2 separate regions of the Mustela erminea genome follow, and region 1 is linked to region 2. The links are chromatin contacts, called in public Hi-C maps. All regions are on one chromosome and are shown on one strand. The core of a region is the stretch at or near the end of the contact, and the rest is flanking DNA. Distances in the headings are between cores, read along the strand shown.

What was found. Hi-C and Micro-C count contacts between places; a contact is called where the count stands out from the background.
Region 1: a contact with region 2 is called in a Hi-C map of skeletal muscle, with 13 times the contacts expected there. The contact joins the promoter of RND3 here to the promoter of MMADHC in region 2. A contact is called at or near these places in 2 of 3 Hi-C or Micro-C datasets (skeletal muscle and spleen).

Annotation. Positions count from the first base shown.
Region 1 is chr8:48,375,269-48,380,774 of mMusErm1.Pri, reverse strand. RND3 (rho-related GTP-binding protein RhoE) reads left to right here and starts at 4,065. Exons shown (of 5, transcript XM_032355514.1): 1 at 4,065-4,493; 2 at 4,966-5,053. The coding sequence starts at 4,344.
Region 2 is chr8:47,607,316-47,613,263 of mMusErm1.Pri, reverse strand. It overlaps MMADHC (methylmalonic aciduria and homocystinuria type D protein, mitochondrial), which reads left to right and starts at 2,470. Exons shown (of 7, transcript XM_032355512.1): 1 at 2,470-2,682. The coding sequence starts at 2,623.

The DNA of each region.
Region 1 (5,506 bases), core at 2,816-5,315, 770 kb before region 2:
AATAAAGGGTTAATCACAAAGGAAAGAATTCTCAAGCTCAAACCTCTTAGGGCAGCTGAATGCTGAATACACATGGTTTATTAGCCAAGCCGTTTTGAAATGTTTGCTATTTTTTCTCTCTCTTGAACTTAGGGGTTAAGGAGGAAGGATAGAGTAATAGGAAGGCCAACAGGGAGAATAAGAAAAAGAAGGGCATTAAGTAATGTATGATCCCTTGATGGGGTTTCACATCTTCCAAATGAATGTTTTTCTTAAGGGAAAAACTTGCCTTGCCGTCTAAAAGTCTAGTTTCTTCTAGGACTTTAGATATCATTTCGATCTGAAAATCTCATTGAAGATGAGAAGTTACACCAGAGTTTAACAGTTAGTGAAGTAACAAGGGCAGAACTAAACTCGGAACAATTCATTCATTCATTCATTCATTCATTCTTTCGAATAATCATGTTATTACCCAGCTTTAAGCACTCCTATGTCTGACTCCATATTACCCTTAGAATAAAGTCCAGGGCACCTCGGGTGGCTCCATTGGTTAAGCGTCCAAGTTCAGCTCAGGTCATGATCTTGGGGTCATGAAATCAAGTCCCAGAATGGGCTCTGAGCTCAGCGTGGAGTCTGCTTGAGATTCTCTCCCTCCCTCTCTTCCTCTCTCCCCACTCATGCTCACTCTCTCACTTTCTTTCTCTAAAATAAATAAAATCTTAAAAAATAATAATAAGCGGCGCCTGGGTGGCTCAGTGGGTTAAGCCTCTGCCTTCAGCTCAGGTCATGGTCTCAGGGTCCTGGGATCGAGCCCCGTATCAGGCTCTCTGCTCAGTAAGGAGCCTGCTTCCCCCTCTCCTCTCTCTCTGCCTGCCTCTGCCTACTTATGATCTCTCTCTCTCTCTGTGTGTCAAATAAATAAATAAAATCTTTAAAAAATAATAATAATAAAATCCAAATTCTATGATCACATACCCAAGGCCCAGTTATTTAGTTCCTGCCTGCTCCCTTCTGCTCTGCTACCCATTTTCTCTCCCCTTTGGGGGGACCCAATCCCTCTGGCTCTCCTTCTGTTCCTCAGACCTGCCCAACTCTTTCCCTGCATGGGACCTTTCCACTCTCTGTTCCTTTCCTTTCGGGAGAGCTTCTCGTGGCTGATTTGCTCTCATCGCCCTCATTTGCTCGTCATTGAAGACTCAGCCTCCTCAGAGAGGCATTGCCGAGCCACTGAGTCTAGTCCCTACCTACTACGTGGTTATCGTGCCACCCGTTTTTTTCTCCATAGTGCTTAGCACATTCATTCTTATTTATGTACCTACCTCCTTATTGTCTCTCTCTGTTTTGAAATATGCACTCTGTGAGAGCAGCAAACGGAGCTGGCTTGTTTATTGTGACATCTACCATTCCTAGAAATGGGCCTGACATGTAGCAGGTGCTTAATAAATTTCTGTTGAACTAAATACTAAATGAATTTTTAAAAATATTGACGATCTATGAGACACTGAGCACTAGAGATCCAGAGAAGGAAAGGAAAGGATTCTTGCTCTAATGAGACTCAGAGACTGGTAACTTCAGGCGGTTGGTTTTCTACTCTATTACACAGCCATTAAATTTCACTCAGCAACTGGCAGATTCCTGGAGATTCAGGTCACCTGATTTCTAAAAATAGTCATCTACTATGATTTCAGATTATTCATTGGTAAAGTGATTATACCTCTCACTTTGCCTGGGACAGACCCTGTTTACGACTACTGTTCTGACATAATCATTAGTAGTACCTTTTTTGCTCTCAAAAGTGCCCAGTTTATATGACAAATTACCTACTTATTCACCGTCAGTCAAATACTAATAATTCATAATTAAGGCTAGTTAGAGTGGCTTACCCACATAGACAATGTCAATTCAGTAATGTGTAAGGTCACATCCTATCTCTAGAAAAGGGCAACTTATAAGTTAAAAATCTGAGAGAAGAGAAAGGTAGATCTAGTCTCCCAGTTCCAATTAGTGAGTCCATTAATGAGGCCAGTATTTCCCAAGATATGTTCAATAATTCTAAGAAGTGTAAATAAGAGTTACATGAAAAATAAAAAATAGAGCAGAGATTTTATATTGTGCCACAAACTATTCTTCAAAGTTCACTTGCACCCCCTCATCATCACTATAATGATTCCCATTTTACAGATGATCAAGCTGAGGCTCAGAGAGGGTGAAGAACTCGTCCAGGGTCACACAGATCCACTTCTTGTTGATCTTGACCCCAGCCATTGTTCCCATTGCTCTTCGAATGAAAGAAATAATTGGATAAAAGCTTCCTGTGCTTAAATAGGGCATGCCGGGTCAAACTATGCTATGTAGGCTACTTTTCCTTAGAACTTTTTTTGTGTCTATAACCGGTGCATCTTGAAGGGGTGAAAAGGACACAGTGTCTCCATCATTCTTGGGGACACAGGACAGTTTTTTTGTGAGGAGGACTGAAGTTCTGCTGAGAAAACTTTGGCCAACTCTGCTTTGGGAACTTGATCAGGGCCAGCTATCCCTTTCTCTGGGGGTCAGCCCTACATGTGTGTAAACACCCACCCACACACTGGGTCTGAGGCAGGGTCTTGCTTTGCCATGGGGGTGGGGGCGCCTCCAGTTTTTCTCTGCTCTGAATGGGAGACAAGACCATCCTTGGATGCATGAGGCTTCATGGTCTTACCATCCAATACTTAACATCTCTGCCTTTAACCCCCTTTCAGTGTCTTTTCATTTCCCATACTGAAAATTCTGGGTTTTTTTCTTTTTTTTTTTTTTAATTTTTGTTTATTTATTTGAGAGAGAGAGAGAGAGAGTGAGAAAGAGCACAAGCGGGGGTGGGAGGGGCAGAGGGAGAGAGTGAGAAGCAGACTCCTGGCTGAACAGGGAGCCCAATACCAGGTTCCAACCCAGGACGCTGGGATCATGACCTGAGCCATAGACAGATGCTTAATTGACTGAGTCACTCAGGTGCCCTGCACATTCTGAGTTTTTACCTCACCTTCTCATTTATGAGCCTAGAAGTCTCCACAGAGGTACCTATAATATTTTTGACCAATGTCCTTACTACAGTTTAATAGCTGAAACCTTTCCATTTGAAGCACAGGAGACAAAGATGAGAAAAGAAGGACTTCTGATAGAGAAAAGAGAACACGTGCATAGCCATTCTTGCTCCTCTTTCAGATTTTGGGGGTGGGTGGGTAGGGGGATGGGTGTGAAAAATGAGGGGTGGAGGGAGCAGAGTTGTACCCGCACTTTCCAACTAAGTACATTTGTGTTTTCTGGATACATCTTTGATTCTAGGGAAGGGGAGGCTACAGATAGAGGAAACCAGGGCAGAATCAGATACCCTCTACCCGGTCTCCTCATTGCAACCGGGGCAATGGCTGCCTTGCCTGTTTGGGCTCCTACTGCAATAGAGCTGAGTTTACAATGGCTTTTGCACTGAGTTAAAAGCATCTCCTGCTTCTCTTTTTTCTCTGTTCCCACCTCTTCTACCCACTCTTCAAAACCTTTCTGCCTCCTCCTGAGTGACTGAAACTGACAGGTTTCAGAAGCCAGTGTGTTGCTGTGACCTAGACAAGCCAGTTCCCGCATCTGAAATAGCCTAGCTTAGCTATTGTTCCATGCCCTATATACGTGATACAAACCATTTCTTTCTTAAAAAAAAAAAAAAAATACAACCACTTAACCCTTCCTAACCCAAGAGAGCTTGCTGTTATTTTAATGATGGTTTTAACTTGGATGAGAAATGCTTTTGCTTTTACAAATGTTCATGAGGCTTATGTACATCAGCCCCTATTGAAACGTTTTTAAAGGAATCCTAATAAAAATCCCCATGCACAGACATTCCGTTTCCCCACCTCCTGCTGGACTCGCACAGTCCCATCCATCCGCAAAAGCATGGTTGGGGTCTTCAAGTTGTCCCAGAGGCTTAGTGTGGAAATAGATCCCGCACGGTCCCCCTAGAGGGCGCACTGTTTACATTTTCAGGGAGTAAGGAGAGGGCGCTTGCTCCCAGGCTCCATAAAAGGGGAGGAGGCGGATCGGTTTCCTTCTCTCATTGAGAAAGAGGATTGGAAGGCCGGGCGTATAAAGCCTTGCGGAGAGCGTGAAACAAAGCAGTCGGATCGGAATTGGACTTGGGAAGCGCGGTGTGGAGTCAGGCGTAAAACTTGTTGGAGGGGAGTAACGAGCCTGCTCCTCCAGCCCCCCGTCTGCGCGGCGCTTCCAGAGTTCCCCCCAGCTTCGGGTTGTATTTTTTTATATCTGCTTTTTATAGACAGAGAAGTATCTATTTTTCCTCTTAAGAGAAAATTCCTGTTCCAAGAGAAAATAAGGCAAGATCAATGAAGGAGAGAAGAGCCAGCCAGAAATTATCTAGTAAATCTATCATGGATCCTAATCAGAACGTGAAATGCAAGATAGTAGTAGTGGGAGACAGTCAGTGTGGGAAAACCGCGCTGCTGCACGTCTTCGCCAAGGACTGCTTCCCCGAGGTGAGTGCGGCCGGCCGGCCGGGGCTCGGACGCGGGAGGGGTCCGCCGGTGGGGATCCCCCCCGTCTGGGGTTGGGCTTCTCCTCGCATTGCCCCCCCTTCACCCCATTTTCTTTTCCTAAGCAGTCTTTCTTACTACTTTCCCCCTGGTGAGACTGCCGGGAAAGGGAAAGTGAGCTGGAACGTTTCGGGGACGCGTCTGCACATTCCGCTGTTAGCCTCTGAAACTTGTTCGGTCCTGGGTGCGGAACCCGGGCGGGGAGGTTTGGATCCTCACGTCTTGGGGAGCAGGGCGGTGCGGGTGATGAGGCTGGGGTTTCAGAAACGGGCCGCGTGTCTGGCGGGTGGGTTTTTTTTTTTTTTTTTTAATCGGGGAGTGAGGAAGCGATTTTCAGAGGGTGTTGTGCCGGTGTCGTGCTCTGTAGATAACCTCTTTGCCCTCTTTCCTGTCTCTGCCCATTTTGTTTGTCCAGAATTATGTCCCTACAGTGTTTGAGAATTACACGGCCAGTTTTGAAATCGACACACAAAGAATAGAGTTGAGCCTGTGGGACACTTCGGGTAAGACAGTCCTCGGACCGCGTGGCGCTTGGGGCGGGTTTCCAGCGGCACCGGGTGCGTGGCGGGTCTCGGGACCCCGCGCGGCACGCTCCCAAGCGCCCGACCGCGCGCCAGCCGCGCACTCTGCGCCCCTGGGTTAACTCTGCCTCTTCCGAGGGATTCCCGCGGTCCCTTCTGGGCGGGGTGGGGGACGACGAAGGCTAGGGGGGAATGGGAGTGGGGAGAGAAGGGCGCTGTGTGCCCGCCGGGTGACCCCGCTGTGGAAGCGCTGGTAGCCAGGTGGCCGGGGAGCGGCTGGCTCGGGGGGGAGGGGAGGTCGTTCCCCAGTCGCCTATGGGCGGCCAAGGTGGCCCGATGGGGGTGGGGGGAGAATGCGTGCGGGCCTCAGGACTACCGGGCTCGCGGCAGGCGCCCCTGCAGGAGCTAACCTGACGACTGTCGGAGGCGCGGGGA
Region 2 (5,948 bases), core at 1,221-3,720:
TCACTTATGCAGTATAGACACCACTACTCTCCCAGCCCAGTTGTCAGATAGATGGATGTCATGAAGGTATGGAGGCTGGAAACAGAAAAACAAAAAGCAGCTGTTGTTAATAGTAGCTTGTTATTAGTGGCCCACACTTCTTCATCTATTCAACTTCACATATTCAGCAAACATTTATTGATCACCTCTCTGTAGCAGGAATACAGTAAAGTCCCAGAATACAGTGAACAAACAGATAAAGTCTCTGTCCTCAAGAAGTTTCTGTTTCATCCTCTGAATACCAAGTTATCAAAATTCCACCTCCCCACACCCCACTCCATTGAAATTCCTCTGGAAAAGTCACTGTTGCTGGATTTATCAAGTAAGATGAACTGCAATAAGAACTTTTGGTAACATCTAATAATATGGAGCAATAATAACAGTAATTCTTGATGTCTAGAATCCTGTCTCCTGATTTCCTTCTACTTTCTGACTGAAACTTGCCAGTTTCCATTGCCAGGTTTTCTTCTGTTACCCCTTTAATTAATATCTCCTAGTATTCTGACTTTGCCCTTTTTCTTTTGTACTCCACACTAGAAGTTCTTGAATGTTCAGAGTCATGAACTCCTTCAAGAATCTGAAAAAGCTATGTACCCTCTCCCTATGGAAAAAAAATGAATCTATTTACAAATATACAAAAATGTGCATACATTTCAGAAGTGTCACAGACACTCCCTTCTCATAAAGCCTATTGTTGAACTTCAGGATAAGAGGTTCCCATGGCTTGAATAATTACCCATACATATGTCAAGGACCCTCAAATTTCTGTCTCCTATATAAACCACTTTCCTGAGCAACAGGCCTATTTTCAAATGACTTATTGGCAACTCCATATGAATGTCCCTTAAGCATCTTACAACTGAAGTTATCCCAAACCAAACCCTTCATCATTCTCCAAACATCTGTTCTTCTGGAAGACAATACATGTGGGAGAGAGAACACTATTTTGAACCTAACAGACCTTGATTTAAGTCCAACCCGGGAAGCTTCAGAAATATACTTAGCCCCTTTCTTCTTTCATTTCTTCTTCATATTTAACATGAGGATAATAGCTCTATTTTCTATATCGTTATGAGAATTAAAACAAATAATGTGAAAAACCTTATCCAAGTGCAACCACATAGTATACATTCCACAGATACTAATATTACTGAATTCCCAATAAAACAAAAGCAACTTTATTCACCAAATATCCTAAGTCAAAAATTTAGAAGTTATCTCACACACCCTTCCAATCCATCCTCTAAATGGCAGCCAGAGGACCTTCCCAAGATACAAATCTGGTAAGGCCATGACTCTGCTTCAGTCTTCCCAGTTGCTTCTCGTTGCTTCCAAGATTACATCTATCTTAGTACTGCCCTGAAGACTGACTATGATCATGGCCCCTGTCCATGCCAAACCCATTGCCTTGACTACCTGTAGATCTCCCCAAATGTGCACAGTGTTTCAGATTCCACAACTCTGTTCACACTGCTCCCTTTGCCTGAAGTATCCTCACCCCTCCACATCTTTTCTTGGCATTCTGGTAAACACCCATCCATCTTTCAAAACACATACAAGCATATGTGCTATGATGTTACTCCTGACAGCTTCCTGCCATACTGTTGATCACTGACTCCTTTTATCTCCCACCTGAACCTGACAAATGATTTCTATCGTGGCAAAGATGAATAGCATATGCTTCCTGATCTCAAAAAGCTTACAATCATTATTCAACCAGAAATCCTCTTATCTAACTGGGACAAGTAAACCGAAGAGAAATTTCCAAGGCATGAAAAAATGAGTTGTATGTAACTTCAACACTCAGCTCAGTGGTCCTTTCTTAGAAGCCTTTCTGTGACTCCCAAGCTCCGAGCTGTGTGTGCATGTGCATGCTTTAAGTGTTAGCTATATATAAATTCGTTTGATCTTTACAGTGTGTGGAGCAAGCACTATTATTCTCCTTTTACAGGTGAGGAAACAGAAACAGAGACCAACTTGTCTAACATTACCTACCCAGAAATATTGGTATGAATAAAGTAAGGACTTCAGTTAATTAAAAAACAATTGATAAATGAAAATGATATATGTTTCTAAATAAATCGTTTGATAAATACCTATTGAGCCTATTAAGGGCCTGGGACATAAATAGAAAAACCTAAGTGTCCTATGCTCGAAAACAGTGATTCGTGAAAAAACAGTAACTATGATATGAAGAAGTTAAGATTGTATCTCTTGGTGGCAGTTAGAATGCCTTGGGGTGGAGGAATCTAGCAAATGAACCCAAGAGTTAATGAAGGAAACAGAAGGAGCCCTCAACCCAGATCAGGAACCCTCCTCCTTCTACGTCACCCCACCTCACCTTTTCTCCTCCTACATGTTTGCCCGCGGCTATCCAATAGGAGGTAGGCTCTATGGTCCTATTGTGCGCGTGCGCATCATTAATTCGACGATCCTTCCCATCGATGCTTTCAGGAGCAACTTCTTCAGCCTGGTCACTGCCAGCGTCTACGCTACCCCTGCGGCCGTCGCCGCCGCCATTTTGACAGCGCAAAGAGTGAGGGTCTGGGACGGCTGGAGGCGGCGGCGGCGGGACTGGTACGGATGGTTTCCGCCCGCTATAGCCCCTCCAGATTCGCCGCCTTCTTGGTGCCACGGCATTCGGTATTGCCCCTATTCCGACAGGGTCCCTGTCGGTGTCCCTAGTTCTGTCACTCCGTCTGCAGGCTGTTTTCGCTTCCTCACCGTCAGCTCCGTTCGAACCCTTTTTTTGGAGCTGTGGTCAGACCCCCCCTAATCTGTGTTAAAATGCCCGCTTCGACCCTCGGAACTCTGTCTAAGCCTTCGGCTCCTCGTTCCCCGCCCGCATCTGGTCCGAGTTGCTTGCTGGAGCGGGGGCTGAGGGGTGGGGGCACAAACCGGGAGGGCTGGGTACGGCACGGCCTCCTCTGGGCAGGGATCTGTGCCCTGTAGGGACTGGAGGCCAATTCTGGCCTTCTTGGATTTTAGGGGGAGCTTGGACTTTGGTCGTGGTGGAGCAACACATGGTAGAAGATAGTGGACGTTCCCCGAGTTGTGTGTTAGTACAGCTTAATCGCACACTGGCCTGTTTTGTTTTGTACGTTCTCAGGAATAACTTACGAAAGGGAAGATAATTTGCGTCTGCCGTCCCCGCTGGAAATGGCCACTGTGAGTAAATTAGTCTCTTAAGCAGTGGAGTGGTTTGGGTACTTGTTAGAAAATGGAGGGACGGGTTTAATTATGGTAACATCGGTGGCCGGTTTCTTGTGCTTAGACGTAGTTGTATGAAAAATGTCAGGGGAAGCAAGGGGTGTGAAATTATGTTGGTACGCTTCGAAGGTAGGTTGGAACACAAAGGTTTTCTACAACACGCGTGTACTTGTTTCTACAAATTCGTTTTTGGAAATAAATTCAGTGCCAACATCCTTTCAATATTTTTAAAAGACCTTTTGAGTAAATACTTAGAATCTATTTTTAAACTATTTTTTCTTTTGTTAGCGAAACTGAAGGTTTCGTAACAGCTTCAGTCAAGTGAGTAACCTTCCATATCGTACAAAATGAGAGCAAGAGATATGATTCTCATAGACCAGAAATATTGATTGTAAGTCTCCAGTTTAGACTCATGCTACTGTAAGGACTTCATATAGTAGGGGACAGTAGTAGTACATGAAATAGCTATCATAAGGGTGTAAAGTAATTATTTCTTAAAAGCTACACAAAAGTACATCCAGATTCAAAGCTTTGTGAAGAGGAGAAACAAGGGGTTTGGGATCACTTAATCAGAGAACATTTAATCTTGAGTTTTGAAAGATGGTAGGATTTAGATAATGGAAGACTTGAATGGAAGAATCTGATGTATTCAGAGACATCTTCCCTTTCAAAACTTAAAAGTCATTTCTGCATTCTGCAATGTCAGATATATGAAAGAGATTAGAGGGAAATAAGGTTGTATTGTGGAGTTGGAATTGAGTAATAGCTTGAATGTCACACTCGGTATTTAGATCTGATTCTTTACATTGTGATCTTTTAATCAAAGCTGTGTTAGGAGGATTAATATGGCAACAATTAGTCAGGATAATATTCGTGTAATTGAACATGATATGTTAAGAATCTAATGATGTGACTGTAGGGTCAATTCATAAAAGTAGACCACTAGTTTTGGACCCCATTTTAACTTGAATTTTTACTTAGCCAGAACCCCAGAAAGGGAATGTTGTAATAGAAGCATGGGTACTCTCAGAGTAACTAGAATAGAATACTAATGTTCAACCTGGCTTTATTTTTATTTAAATGAATTAGATCAGCAGGGTGAGTATTTTGAAAGATGCTTTCATAAATCTTTTATTGTTAGAAAGAAGTTCATACAAAATAAATCTTAATATTCAAATATACTTTAAAAATTTGTGTTTATATGCATTGGAAATACTGAATGTCAGTTAGGAAATAGGCAAGTATGTGTGTCTTCACCTATTTAATTAGCATACATAGCAAGAGTCATGAATGTCCACGCTTCAGAAGCTGGACAGGTAAATCAAGATGCCTCAGTGGGAACTTTGACAAACTGAAATTCTCATTTCTGATATAACAGGAGCAGCCTTTCCTTAGCTACGGTGATTTATTGCTAATTAATGCCATTTGGGAATATGAATACTGCTGCCAGCTCTTCTGAGATTTCAAGAATAGCCAAAAATCTGGACTTTTTGTGTGAAATCTGTAATTTCTCAGTGTTTAGACCCAATTCAGATTTTTTTTTTTTTATAATAGTGTGGACTACACAAAAATGTCTGTAGCTGGGTATGAATGAATTTCCTTGATGGATATAGATGAATTTCCTAGATAACTAGTTCTAAGTCTTTCGTATAGATCCTATATTCTACTCACATGACCAAAAGCAGGACTTAATCCTAAAGTAGTGTCTAAAAGACAGCTTCTGTATTTACACTAATAAAGATTTTAAAATTATATTTGATAACCTGTCATCTTCCCAGGTCTAGAAACCTAGGTTTGAAGTAGTCATATATAAAATCGTACTTATCCTCATACTAAAATAAACTGGCTATACTAATTTTTGAATTATTTATTGGCTGTCATATTTAGTTATATTTACCAGCTGACCCAGTGTCATAAAATCTGCCAAGTAACAAATTTGAGGATCCTGTAGGTTAAAAGGGAAACTTGAAACACATTAACATTGTCATCAGCTATTCCTTTCAGTGGACAAATTAGATACTGGCTTCTTTTGCCATTAAAATGAAATATAAATAAAGTAACGATTCGGTTTTCTTAGGTTGGCAACAAAACTCACATTTTATTATAACTTTCGTTAAACCATCAAGGAAAAAAAATCTAAAAGTGGCCTTGGCATTCACGGACTAAAATAATTCTTAATAATATTGGGAAGTTTTTAAAATAATTTGGATAATACTTCTTTTCCTTTTTGCTTGTGAAGCAATTTATTATCAAAAATAATATTTTGATAATCATACTTTAATTTTAATGGTATATGGAAGTATTTTGTGCAGATTAGTAAAATAGTGCATGTAAAGCACTTAGCACAGAACCTAGCCCACAGTAACTAACATCTGTTGAGTATTTGTTATTTAATATTGCCCCTTTCAGATAATCTCCTATTGAGCCTGTTACTATTTTGAGGACTTGCCCAAAATACTTCTGGAGTTTAAAATTTTATATTGCCTTTAGATCCTGAGCCATATTCTATTAAATGTAAATGTCATTTGTAAATGTAAATTTAAATTATAGAAACACCCAAAAGTCTAAGTTTGTTTAGGTTAAAGTGTAATAATTATCACATTTATCTGTTTGAGCATGTTGGGTCCTGACCCAAGGAAGGATGCTTAAATTTTCGGGTGGCCATTTTCTGGAAACAGACCTTGTACTTCAGAGATACA